2 separate regions of the Zea mays genome follow, and region 2 is linked to region 1. The links are chromatin contacts, called in public Hi-C maps. All regions are on one chromosome and are shown on one strand. The core of a region is the stretch at or near the end of the contact, and the rest is flanking DNA. Distances in the headings are between cores, read along the strand shown.

Region 1 (6,697 bases), core at 2,581-5,080:
AACATCCTCCATATCAAAATATAGTTCTTCTTCCATTATACTGTCCATAATCTGCCTGTTAACCTTCGGTATTTTGACGACTTGCAGCACGAGGAAAAATACAGTTTGTTAGGTTTGTTGTATAGAGCTTGTACCATAGGTAATCAAGTGAAAAACACACCGTCATCAGAAGCAAATAGAAGCAGCAGTAGCAAGCATAGCTGCAGAAGCAAGCAACAGCAGGAAGCAGAAGGTTGCTTCTCTGCCTCACCCACGCACACGAGTACACGACCAGCAGTCTAGCACCACTGTGTCAGGAGAATTGCAGAAGCAGCAACAACAAGCAGCCCTATTCACAATATAAATAGCAAAAGCAGCAAGAAGCATCACCAGGCAATGAGGCAGCAACAAATAGCCTTGTTCACACTATAAATAGCAAGAGCAGCAAGCAGCAAGCAATGAAAGAAATGAAAGGACTGAAGCTTGCAGGGGAGTCAAGTGGGTTCCTAATTTTAAAGAATTGAAGCTATGCAAACTAAAATTTAATGACACCTATTTATAGTGGAGTAATTTCATATTCTGAAAATGTACGATCAAGAATTAATATGATTCAACTTGTCTCATCATAAATTGGAAACCATAAATTAAAAGGGTAAAATGAAAATTAATTTGCATGTATACCAAACGCTGTAATGTGATCTCTATTGAAGGTCTCAGGTCCACGTCCCCTTTGAAGTATACCAACTCGCATCCAGACAACCAGTCACACTATGAGATCTATCCCATGGTGGGAAAGCAGCAAGAAGCATCACCAGGCAATGAGGCAGCAACAAATAGCCTTGTTCACACTATAAATAGCAAGAGCAGCAAGCAGCAAGCAATGAAAGAAATGAAAGGACTGAAGCTTGCAGGGGAGTCAAGTGGGTTCCCAATTTTAAAGAATTGAAGCTATGCAAACTAAAATTTAATGACACCTATTTATAGTGGAGTAATTTCATATTCTGAAAATGTACGATCAAGAATTAATATGATTCAACTTGTCTCATCATAAATTGGAAACCATAAATTAAAAGGGTAAAATAAAAATTAATTTGCATGTATACCAAACGCTGTAATGTGATCTCTATTGAAGGTCTCAGGTCCACGTCCCCTTTGAAGTATACCAACTCGCATCCAGACAACCAGTCACACTATGAGATCTATCCCATGGTGGGCTCCTCTCTGGGATCCGATACTTGAGAAGAAGAACCAAAATCAAAGGAAAAAGAGGTTAGCCTATAACAGTTAACATGACCGAGGAAGAAACTAAGTACAACCGTAACACAGATTTAGTTGACCCCTTTGTAGAGCAAAGGTTTGAGTAAAACAACAGATAACGCGCACACCCAAGGAGGCCTTGGCAAGATCTAGGGCACGAACGGTCTGAGCAGCAAAGCGAAGGACTCAGACAGTAAGGATCTAAAAATGCCAAGAGGGGAGGGAGAGCACAGAGGGAGGCATGTAATAAAGTGAGACGAGGTACTTCCCCTGTTGTCGCGGACCAGAGAACAGCGTCGGAGGCTCGGTGCCCATGCCGCGACAGCGCAGAAGGCTGGAGACGCCGTGGATCCGTGCGACGTCGAATTCGACGAGGGGAACACACCAGCCTACGACCTCTCCCGCAGTAGCTGCGTGTGGGTCCGCGCGTAACCAGGCCTAGCATATCAGCGGCAGAGCGCCTCCGAGGCGAAGCTGGCCGCGGCAAGCCAACCTGCTGATAAGAACGAAGTCCGACGTGGGCGGAGCACGACCGGGTTGGAGCGGATGCGGGGCCCGCCTGCCAGATGCCAGCGCCTCTCCCGGAGAGCCGGCAGCATGTGGCCACGCCCACGCACAGCAACGGATGCGAGCTGCTTGCGCGGGGAGCTGACACAGCGACGGATAGGGGAGGGGAGGCGAGACGCTAAGACACGTGCGTAGGAAGCTCACGCGACTGTCACGTGAGGCCGATCTGGTGCGCGTGAAATGCGGACAGGCCTCCAAACCAGAGCGGCTTTTAAGACTTTAGATTCTATATATTTGTCTTACGGGGCGTTTGGATCCCTTCATTTTAGAGGAATTAGAATTCACTCAATAAAGTAACTTATTTAGTTTGGTATTTGACATTCCACCACTTTCCAAAGTTCAGATATAAGCCTATCTCAAATTCATGGGGTGGAGGGTGGGAAATGATTTTATTCATTAGTAGAATTGGTTTCTAATCTATAACTTACATGACACTCTTCGTCTCACTCCTATATAATAAAAATGTAGCACATAAATATCTCTGACATCTTGATAATGATAGTATACAAATATATTTTGCATAAAACCGAATTAGCTTAATTGATATATGCTTAAATTACTATTATTAGAATGGAATTCAATTCCAATGATCCAAACGGGGCGTTATCTTTTTTGGATACGTAGAAAAATATTCAGATCTGTCCGATTTATTTACTGGGTCAATGAGACTAACGTTTAGAGAAAACAATGAGTAGACGTATGGTCCTCTAAATTAGCGTTGAGATCGAGCACGAGGCCATGCCAGATCAACACCAAAGCCGGATCGGCCGCCTACTCCTCCCATCATGATGTGGGGAGGAGGTGTAAACTATCCAGTCGTGCTACCGTGCAGCAGTATAAAGTAGTGCACATTTTAAAAACACATCGAAGAACAGCAGCGCCTTCCACATTGATGCGTACGATCGCACAATGTTGGGCTGGTTGTTTTTTTATTAGCTCGATCTTATCCTCGATGACGATGGAGAGCAGTTGCTGGGTTTGGAGCAGCATGTGTCGTTCTTGCGCCAAGTGTACCCAAGTCATTATTTATATCCCCCTCGTGAAGTCGTCATCCGATTCCTTTCCCACTAAGCAACACCATTTATAATTTTATACTGTGCCATTGACCAGCGCGCGTATGAACAACGAGGAACCAAAATACTAATAGCCATGACTATTTACACTTATAATACTATAATATTTAAGAATACTATAATGTCTCTAAAAGATGTTCGGTTAAACTTTGTAAAACATTGTTTTGAATACCTCAGTATAGCCAAAGCTATACTATATTTCTGAGTATTTCTCATATAGTCTAGACCAAAATTCTATAAACTGTAGACCATAATATTCTAAAACGTAATATAAAAATGGTATATATTATTATACTACTGGTAGTAATCGTCAAGGCATCATCACTTATACATCTGGTGCTGCATTATTTTGGCCGGTCCTTTCGCATCTGTCGTCCCCTCTTTGTCACGTGTTTAAGGGCGTGCTCCACATGTCAGTCGCAGGGATGCGTGTGGGCAGTGGACACCGCTTGCTCCAGCAAATGGGATGAGAGTACCTGAAGCGATCCTACTCTATTTTTTTTCAAAAAAAGGGAAAAAAACTCTATCCCTTTTCCTAGTACATAAATGCACTCCTGCCGTCCTGCGGCGAGTGGTCAACATCCCCAAATCCCCTTGCACAGTACGCAGATATGCAGTGCATGGCCACGGTCCTGCATTTCATCTGCATCGACATTGAATGCCAAGGAAAAAAAACGAATCTCAGAAAAAGCTCGCATGCTAGCAGTTATAGGCGCTCAGAAAAAACCAAAAAAGGGTCCGACGAAACCAAAATGGACCAGCAACTTCAAGGCTAGGAACCGAGAATGTACCTTTTCATATTCCCCTGCTCTACAACTCCCCCCCCCCCCTGCTCGCGCGTCCCCTGCACCCATCCTTGCTGCACCACGTGGACAGTGCCACCCCGCTGGACCCGGCGGTTCATATAAACCGCCTCCACGCAACGGCCTCCTCCACCAGGCTAGCTCCCCCACCCAAAAGCCCCACCTCCTCCCCGTGTCAAAACCTCCAAGTCGATCGCCCAGGTGGCCGGCGAGGCGGCAACCGCCGCCGTAGAGACGATGGAGGACGCGTTGGGCTCCGCGGTGGGTCCCCACTTCAGCGGCCTCCGTCTCGACTCGCGCCGCCTCTCCCTCTCCCCTTCCTCCTCCCCCTCCCGCTCCGCCAGCGGCAACGGCACGCTCGTCGCCGCGCCGGGGCTCGCGTTCCCCAAGGCGGAGGACGGGACCAGGAAGCCCTTCGTCATAGGTATGCGCCCTGCCTCGCAGTCGCCGAGACCGGCGGGCGATTGGCTTACCACTTCCTCTCTCGTTCGGGATTTTTCCCGCTGGTCTGGTTTTTGAGTTCTGGTGTCGTTCGCTGCTGGCTCTGAAGGCGTGTGTGGAGGCACCGCGTCGGGCAAGACGACGGTGTGCGACGCGATCATTCAGCAGCTTCACGACCACCGCGTCGCGCTCGTCAACCAGGTGTGGCTTCTCCTGCCCCTCGGTTTTGGCCCTGTTTCTCTGCTTTTGTGTGTTCGGATGAGCTTGCTCTACCTTTGGAGTTTGGACCTGTTCCGCGGCTGTGCTATCGATGCATTGGTGATTTGGTATGGCGAACTCTAGTGGTTTGTTTGTTTTGTGGATGCTTTGTAGATAACAGGTTCTCCTGCTCCTCGGATGGTTTTTTTTGTTGGTTTGTTTGTTTGTTCTGACTTCTGAGCTTGTTCTGCTTTGGTCCTGTACTGCGACTGCGATATCGATGCGTTTGTGTGGATAATGTGGGGAACTCTAGTTGTTTAAATTTTTTATGAATGACCAAACGCAGGTTCGGTTTCTACATTTGGAAACTGTTTATTCTATCAATGATGCACTTCCATGTAGGACTGAATGCTCTTGGTTGGGTGACTGAATGCTCTTGGTTGGGTAGATTATACACGGCTAGGTTGTTTGTTGGGATTTAGTTGGATCACACGGCTAGATTGTTTGTTGGTGATTTGGGTAGATTACACGGCTAGATTGTATGTTGCGTTTCTCTTACTCAATAACCTGAAATAGCCTTGGATATATTACTTGTTGCTGAAAATAAGATTGGACGCTAAACCGCTAAACCAATCACAGCTTATAATCTTCTTTTAACTTTAGTTTGGTTGAGGTGCGTTTCCACTACAAAGGTGATTGTTCAGAGCATAACATTAGTTTGGTTGGAACTTGGAACGGTTTACTCTGTCGATGCTATAAGTTGCTTCTGTTATATAAAATTGGTCATGGTTTGGGACTCAGATAGATTATATGTTGCTTTAGTCGTACGCAACATATAAAGCAAGGTGTACGACCTACAAGATGCTTTTAACTTGTGGACGATAATGTTTGTTTTGGAATGGCCATAATCTTCGTTATACTGAGGTGCTTTGTCACTACTCACTGGGATAGGAAGTGACCGTGCAGAACATCACTTGATGCAATATGTCAAAAAGTGGTGTGCCTAGACAAGTGCCTTGTTATTTTCTGTTAAATATTGCTTGAGTCTATTGAGTGTATCCTAAATAGCATGCAACTATCTGTGCAGTTTGCTTGAATTGTTATTTTTCTGTTCACTTTGAGATACCTTTTAAGTTTTTTTCCAGCAAATATGAGACCTATTGATTTATTAGAAGTCATAACATGAAATTTATTATGAGCATCTTATTTTCATTAGGCGCTTATACTTGTTTACAAGTATGCGCATGCATTTGCTATAATCATTGTCTACAATACATGTGTACAATGCTGCACTTGCATTCAACTATTTGTGTTCTCTTTTTGATGAAATAAGCATTACTATTTTGTTTTCTGTTTTTTGAACGCTGATCTGTGTGTTTGCAAGTTGCAAAGCATCCTGACGCAGGCTGACAGTTATCATTCAATGAAAAAGAAAAATGAAAAAGAAAATTAGTGAAGTAAGACACATTCTGCAAGGTGCTTTTAACTTTTGGGTCTTGTTTGTTTTAAAGTGGCCATAGTTTTTTTTGTTATGCTAACACTAACATGAAACTTGAGGTGCCTTGTCACTTCTCACTAAGAAGTAACTGCACAGTACCTGATGCGATAGGTCAAATATTGGTGTGCCTAGAGAACTGATCTGTGCGGTTTGTTTGGCTTGTTATTTTTGGTGTTAACTTGGAGATACCTTTTAAGTTTTTTAATGCAAGCAAAATGACACGTCGATTTATTAAAACTATGTTACATGAAATTCATTTTCATTATGAGCAGCTTGGTGTTCTTAATCAACATAAATTATCTATAATTGATTCACATGGATTTGCTCAAGTATCAGTTTAAGAAACGGTGCACAATGTCAACGTTGCATCTGCATTTCATTCGTGCTATTTTTTCAATGAAATAAGCACTATAGTTTTGTTTTCTGTTTGTTGAATCCTGATGCAGGCTGACAGTTGTAATTTGATGAATACCTGGCATTAGACTAATGGTTGCATCAAGAGATAGTAAACTATAAGATGGTTATGGTTATAGTAGGCACCTATATATAGTATATACTCTAAATAGTGCCAACCATAGAAGCACTGTTTCAGATGATTTTGAAATTGATTACAATTCACTTTGGGCTGTAACTTTTTGCAGGATTCATTCTACCATGGTTTAACTGAGGAACAGTCTGAGCATGTGCAAGACTATAATTTTGATCATCCTGGTACTTGATATGCAATCATGTGAAATCTGCTCTTCTTTTAGTTTCTGGGATTTATCTTAGCTCAAAGTAGTTTTCATTCTTTGCCTTGCAGATGCATTCGATACAGATCGACTTTTGGAGTGCATGGGAAAGCTAACAAGTGGACAGTCCGTGAATATTCCTATATACGA
Region 2 (6,697 bases), core at 2,869-5,368, 270 kb after region 1:
TCCGACAGCCACGTTGGCATGTACATAGGGCTCTGGCTCCTCTCTGCCGGACACGTTAGCATATTGCTACACCCCCATTGTACACCTGGACCCTCTCCTTACATCTATAAAAGGAAGGTCCAGGGCCCTCATACGGGTGGGTGGTCGCGCGGGAGGACGAGCCGACGAACAGGCTCTCTCTCTCCCTCGCGAACGCTTGTAACCTCCTACTGCAAGCGCATCCGCCCTGGGCGCAGGATAACACGAGCCGCGGTTCTCCCCCCTTGTGTTCCATCTCGCGCCGACCCATATGGGCTGGGACACGCAGCGACAATTTTACTCGTCGGTCCAGGGACCCCCCGGGGTCGAAACGCCGACACTAAAAGACGAGAAACCCTCTCTTCTGAGTTCTGATTCGATATCCAAGACCTCAAATTTCCATTCAAGTTTCAAGAAAACGGCAACCTGTCCCATCTACTAATTTTATCGGATGATTTGGGCCTGAAATTTGGACCCATTACAAAGTTAGGCTGAAGCCCATATTCCAGCCTACAGAAACATTGAAAGTAGGGAAGGTAACGGGTACATATTCGTCGAGTAGTACCATTCCATATATGTAGCCATCAAAAAAATTCTACCTATCAGGTTATCCATATATTATCGAGGGTATAAAATCTTACCCATACCCGTACCTGCGCGGTCGGGTAACCCGTACCCGTTAGGAAAGTCTTAAATTCGAATATACCATCACTCAAAATATTATAAACATACAAAACAAGTTAAATTTCACGTATAACAAATCATATGATGACATAATTTAGTAGCTAGACAAAAGATAGTTAGAGAAGGGTTTTATTTTAGTTAAGATAGACTCTATTAGATGGTTATAGTGCATTGATGCGGATATAATCTCTACTACTAATTAAGTACCTATTGTAGGCGTTCACAGCCAACCGTGGTGCACGTTCTGCCGCATCCAGACCGTCCAACCCGCATCCAACGCCCCTGCCGCGCTCGTCCCTCCCGCGCTCGTCCCTCCCGCAGCAACCGCGCCTTCGCACGCATGTGCCGCAGCCCCCGCAGCAACCGCGCCTTCGTTGCCCCCGCAGCCGTTGTTCTGCCTCTCGCTTCCCTCCCAGAATCTCGGTCGCGCCATTCAGGGACTCTCCATCCCTGCCTCCGCCATCATCGCCCCACGCTCGCGCTCCGTCGATGGAAGGCGTCATTCTAGGGATCCTCCGCGGCTCCACTATCCTCCGAATCCTTGGCCCGCTCGTGATATCCCCACGGCCCCGCCGCTCCCACCCCTGTCCTCCCGACCTCTTCGCCGGGTCCTTGTTCCCGTCGTCGACCGTGGCCCATTCCACCAATCGGCATCACCCTGGTCTCCGACCACCAGCCCCGCTTTAGTTCGCCACTCCCTCCCCGTCGGTGCGGCGGCCGTCGCCGGTGCTAACGCCAAGAACGTCTCCCCGCCGCCGGTGGCGGTGGCATGGCCAGGGGAAGGAGGGGCGGAGGAGGCCGTGGCGAGGGGCAAGGAGGAGTGGCAGCTCACGCCGCTTGACATGGGCCTTGGCGCCGGCGAGGGGTGGGACATCGCCGACGCCGTGGCGCCGCCGGGGCTCGCCCCCGACCACACCTTCCTCAGGTGGATCATCGGCGGCGAGGACGCGTCTGCGGCCATGGGGTCTGTCATGGACTCGCCGGTCCTTGAGCTGGACCACGCGCCGTCCATGATGTCGCTGGCGTTCGGTTCCACCATGCCGTTCGCGCCGACCATGGAGGACGCCAAGCCGGTGCCCTTCGGCCACACGCCCAACTTCTTCGGCTCGCACCCGTCCCTGGACGCGGCGCCGTAGCCGAAGCGACCCACCCGATGGCCGGCGCGTACAAGGCCTTCTCCGAGGTGGCCCCCGTGCTCCAGTTCGCGCACCTCACCTGCAGGCTGTGCTGGACGAGCTTGGGGCCGCCGGCCGCATCCACGTGCTGGACCTGGACATCGGCACGGGCGAGCAGTGTGCGTCGCTGATGCAGGAGCTGGCGTAGTGCTGCCCCGCGGCGACGCTCAAGGGGACTGCATTGGTGTCGCCGGCGTCGCACCACCTGCTGGAGCTGAACCTCATCCACGAGAACCTGTCGGGCTTCGCCCGCGAGCTCGGCATGTTCCTCCAGTTCGCGACGTACAACGTGGACGCCCTGGATCCCGCGGAGCTGGTGGCCATCACCAGCGGCGACGCCGTGGCCGTCCACCTCCCCGTGGGGTCAGCCCACGTGGCCGCAATGGCGGCCGTGCTCCGCCTCGTGAAGCGGCTCGTCACCAAGGTGGTGGTGTCCGTGGACCGCGGCTGCGACCGCACGGAGCTGTCGTTCGCCACGCACCTGCTACAGGCGTTCCAGCCTTGCGTGTCCCTGCTAGACTCCAGCGACGCCATGGGGGGCGCGGACGCCGAGGCGGTCGGCAGGATCGAGCGGTTCATGGTCCAATCCGACGTGGAGCTGACAGAAGTGTTTACGACCATTATTTTGTTCCATCAGATGCTGCTGGTACCCAAAAAAAAACAAAACAAAAAAGAAGAAGCTAGGATCATTCGCACCGCTAGGATGCAAGTTCTAATCCCTTGGGGTTACTGGATCCGCCTAAATTTTTTGCTTAAGTGAACTAGAGTACCTTTTGTTAAGTTGTATGATCTGACAGAAAGAGAGAAATAAGCTAGACTCGTGCAGTTAACGGACCCTTTGGCTTGGTGTGTGCACTGCACTGCACCCATCGCGAAGCTTAAAAGTGGGCGCATTACAGGCGAAGCAGAGTTGCTAAACCAAGCAAGTTCCAGTGTCTAGCCCTCCCCTAAAAAAGCACTTATGCTTCCAACTCCTATCTGGATTGACGTAGGATTCTACATGAATAAAGCTATAGCAGGAGCCTCGACTTTAGCACACAGTACGTTCGCACGAGGGAGAACGGCAGCCACAGAGAGAGAACTCGACGCCGGAAGCCAGGCAGAAGATCCCACACCGGGCCGCTGAACCAAGAGAGCGTGGAGCCGGAGCATGTGGGCCACGGAGAAATTTTAGCTGTGTCCCTGTGCGGTCGGGCCGTGCTGTGCTGTCTGTCCTTCGCAGTCCACAGCTCTGCTCAGCTCCCTCTGTTATCCTAGCTGCAGTGGCCCGTTGTCACGAGCAGAGAGCTGCCTGCACAGGCAGGCAGGCAGCAGCCTATCCTAACTGCAGTGGCCAGTTGGCCGCGCGCGACGAGGCTCTTCTGTCCGTGTTGCTTTTCCCTACGTGCGAGTGGAGTGGACTGAACATCTGGACCGGTTGTGTGGTAGACGGGGCCGGTGCTGCACAAGTACCTGTGACACACGCGACGGTGCTTGCCTCTGTCTCCACGTTGTTACAAAATATTGCAATTGTGACCAATACAAGGGGTGTGTCAGATTTTTCCCAATTGATATACTACTTAGGATGTGTCCCTTCATGTGAATATAAATAGGACATCCCTATGATAAAGTATCAACGACTATCATTCTCCCTATCTCGTTTTCACTAATAACAGAGACTTATCGACATTTCTAAAAAATTAGATTAGTTTACAAGGTGTCGACATTTGCTTATGATTAAACATTCTATATTTACTCTTTAGAAATAATTTATGCGATATTGATAATATTTGTTCTACATAAATTCAATTTATAATAATATTACGTATTTATATCATTCCATATTATGTTTAAGCACGAATTTTATCGTCAACATTATGCTCATGTTGCCCGTCGTCAAGGTCCTGAGCTGTTATACACTCATCAATTTGTGTTTCGTAGCATCGCACGGGTACGTACCTAGTTACCTATAGATAGACAGGTATAAGTAGTACCAACCTGTACCTGTCTAACCAATGGATAGAGGTTCTTGGCTATTAAAATATCCATAAATAGAGAAATTATTCTATATAAAATCCGTCAGTTATTTAGGTTTCGGTTACCATTGTCCTCTCTAATCCAAGGCAGGAATATTTTCTGAGTGTCGTCGAGGAGCCCACATGTCATGTCACGGAAATATTAGGTCGGGGCTCGGGCGGGGCCGCCGGCCTCGCCCTCGTCGCCGAGTCACCACTCACCACACACCAAACAAAGCAGGGGCCAGGGGAGCCCACTTCGAGGCCGCGGCGTTGGCTGTCTCGGTGTCATCGTCTCCTCTCGTCTCGTTCTCTTCTCCTCACCTCCTTCGTTTCGCGGAGCAGAGCGAGCAGCCGGGACCGGACCTCCAGGGAGCGCACCGCGGAGGCTAGCGAAGATGCCCGGGCTCACGGCACCGTCCGACTACGCGGAGGAGCCGCCGCGTCACCCGGCCCTCAAGATCAACTCCAAGGTCAGCACTACTACCCCCCCGGAGATTTGAGTGATTGGGTTGGGTTGGTGCCTTGTGGTGTCGCTTTCGCGTCGATGGCAATCGGCGGATTCGTTTGTGGCTTGGCCCGGACGCGTCCGAGGGCATCTACGGCACCGGCGCGTTGATCAGACCGCCGCCGTTGGTGCTGCGCAGCAGCGGGTAGCGCTCCGCTGCCCGTTTGCGCAGTGATTAGCAAAGCGTGATGCAGCACGAGGTTTTGTAGTCTCTGATCAGTGTGGAAATAGGCTGCAGTTTCATTCTAGTAACAAGGCGAACGGGTATGTAATTTCGGCCGCAGTGCGCGGCACTTGGATTGGATATACTAGTTCTCTATTGTTGCCAGAATGGTGCAGTGTGTGTGTCTGCGAAGCTATTTCTGGATAATTGTAAGAGTGCCAAGAGCTTTTCCTGAATGAGTTTATATTTTAGTAGGAATTATTCATAAACTACACAGTAAGACACCGAAACGGGGGTAATCAGCGAGCATCATTCTGTTTGCAGGAGCCATTCAATGCTGAGCCTCACCGATCAGAGCTAGTCGCATCTTACATCACCCCAGTGGATTTCTTCTACAAGAGGAATCATGGACCCATCCCTAAAGTCGAGGACCTCTCAAGGTTTCTCAGCACAAGCTGTGAATTCTCATTTATCATTGTGATATGTTACAGTTTACCAAACACTGACACTTTATATGAATGGATCGACAGATACACTGTTTCCATTTCTGGTCTCGTCAACAAGTCCATTCAGCTATCGATGGCTGACATTTGGTAATGTTTAATGGTTTTATTCTAGTGACTAATAATGTGATATGAGTGTTCTTTGCTCTTGATTGAATAATTGACACAAAACTTTGCATTCAGGTCTCTTCCAAAGTACAATGTCACAGCAACTTTACAGGTTCATATATATGATTGCCCAACTAATCATTCTGTGACACATATATGTTAGTATGGCTAATAACCTAGGTGTATAACATTACGATCCTGTCATTTACAGTGTGCAGGAAACAGGAGGACTGCGATGAGTAACGTACGGAAAGTGAGAGGTGTTGGGTGGGACATATCTGCTCTTGGAACTGGTAAGTGACGAGTCCAGAACTGCCTTTGGTGAACCCATTAGTGGTATGCTCGTGTTAATGCTCAAGGGTAGTAACACCTGTGATTATGTGAAATCTTATGAGTTCTAGACTAGGAATAAGCCCTTACTGATTACTCTAGTATCAAACTAGCAGTTTGGGTGAACCTCATGAACTCTCATATCAACTAATTAATAACACATGTGCTACCGGATCATATGCAACACTGAAAAATTCTGTCTTCTGATTGCCCTCATAATTTTTTTAATTCTAGATACTAGCACTTTGCATTTGCTTCTTGACTAAAATGATTCCTAACAATAGTATATCTACTGATGTTTTGTATGGTTCCAGCAACTTGGGGAGGTGCCAAACTATCTGATGTCCTTGAGCTAGTTGGAATACCAAAACTCAGTTCAGTCACGTCTCTAGGAGGGAAACACGTTGAGTTTGTTAGCGTTGACAAGTGTAAAGTGAGTGTGCTGATCCTTATTGACTGGCAATCACTTTTATGGCAAAGCCTCCCTGCTAGTGTCTTATTGTTTGTGTCACTGTGTCAGGAGGAAAAAGGTGGTCCTTATACGGCATCTATTCCATTAAATCAGGCAACAAATCCTGATGCCGATGTATTACTTGCATATGAAATGAATGGAGAGGTGGACAGAAGATAACTTTTCTTTGCATAACTGAAATTCAACTTCAAACAGTCTCGATATTATGTTTAAGTTATTCTTCAAAACAGTAGTTTCTTTATTAATGCTGTTGTGCCATTCAGCTACCTGTTTGCCTTTTCAGTATTCATTTAATCTGGATTTATTTTTAATTTTCGTGCTATAAACTACCATGTGTAGGTACTCAACCGAGACCACGGATACCCGCTCCGGGTTGTTGTACCTGGAGTTATTGGTGCACGCTCTGTAAAATGGCTGGACAGTATCAACGTAAAAGAGGAGGAATGCCAGGTTTTCCGAAACTACGGATACAATGCCTTTATCGTCTTTATTTTCTGTGTTCAAAACTGACTGCTATTCTTAACCAGGGGTTTTTTATGCAAAAAGATTACAAAATGTTTCCGCCAACCGTGGACTGGGACAACATTAACTGGTCAACTAGAAGGCCACAGATGGATTTCCCTGTGCAGGTAGGTATGCTGCGTGCATGCATCAGTGGTTCGTCATTGCTGATATGTGCTGCTAGGTTTCTGAAGAACTTACTATGTTCGCTTACTTTGATCGTCTAGTCTGCTATCTGTAC

What was found. A called contact is a pair of places that touch in the nucleus more often than the background predicts.
Region 2: a Hi-C map of bundle sheath shows a contact between it and region 1, with 2.3 times the contacts expected there. The contact joins the promoter of LOC103642918 here to the promoter of LOC100191860 in region 1. A contact is called at or near these places in 5 of 25 Hi-C or Micro-C datasets (bundle sheath, ear, leaf and 2 more).

The regions. Positions count from the first base shown.
Region 1 is chr1:197,935,311-197,942,007 of Zm-B73-REFERENCE-NAM-5.0, forward strand. It overlaps LOC100191860 (Uridine kinase-like protein 2 chloroplastic), which reads left to right and starts at 3,831. Exons shown (of 14, transcript NM_001137284.2): 1 at 3,831-4,103; 2 at 4,230-4,321; 3 at 6,458-6,527; 4 at 6,619-6,697. The coding sequence starts at 3,917.
Region 2 is chr1:198,201,064-198,207,760 of Zm-B73-REFERENCE-NAM-5.0, forward strand. It overlaps LOC103642918 (sulfite oxidase), which reads left to right and starts at 4,119. Exons shown (of 12, transcript NM_001353338.1): 1 at 4,119-4,344; 2 at 4,867-4,982; 3 at 5,073-5,135; 4 at 5,229-5,265; 5 at 5,365-5,446; 6 at 5,798-5,916; 7 at 6,004-6,099; 8 at 6,295-6,405; 9 at 6,483-6,584; 10 at 6,684-6,697. The coding sequence starts at 4,270. It also overlaps the pseudogene LOC103645171.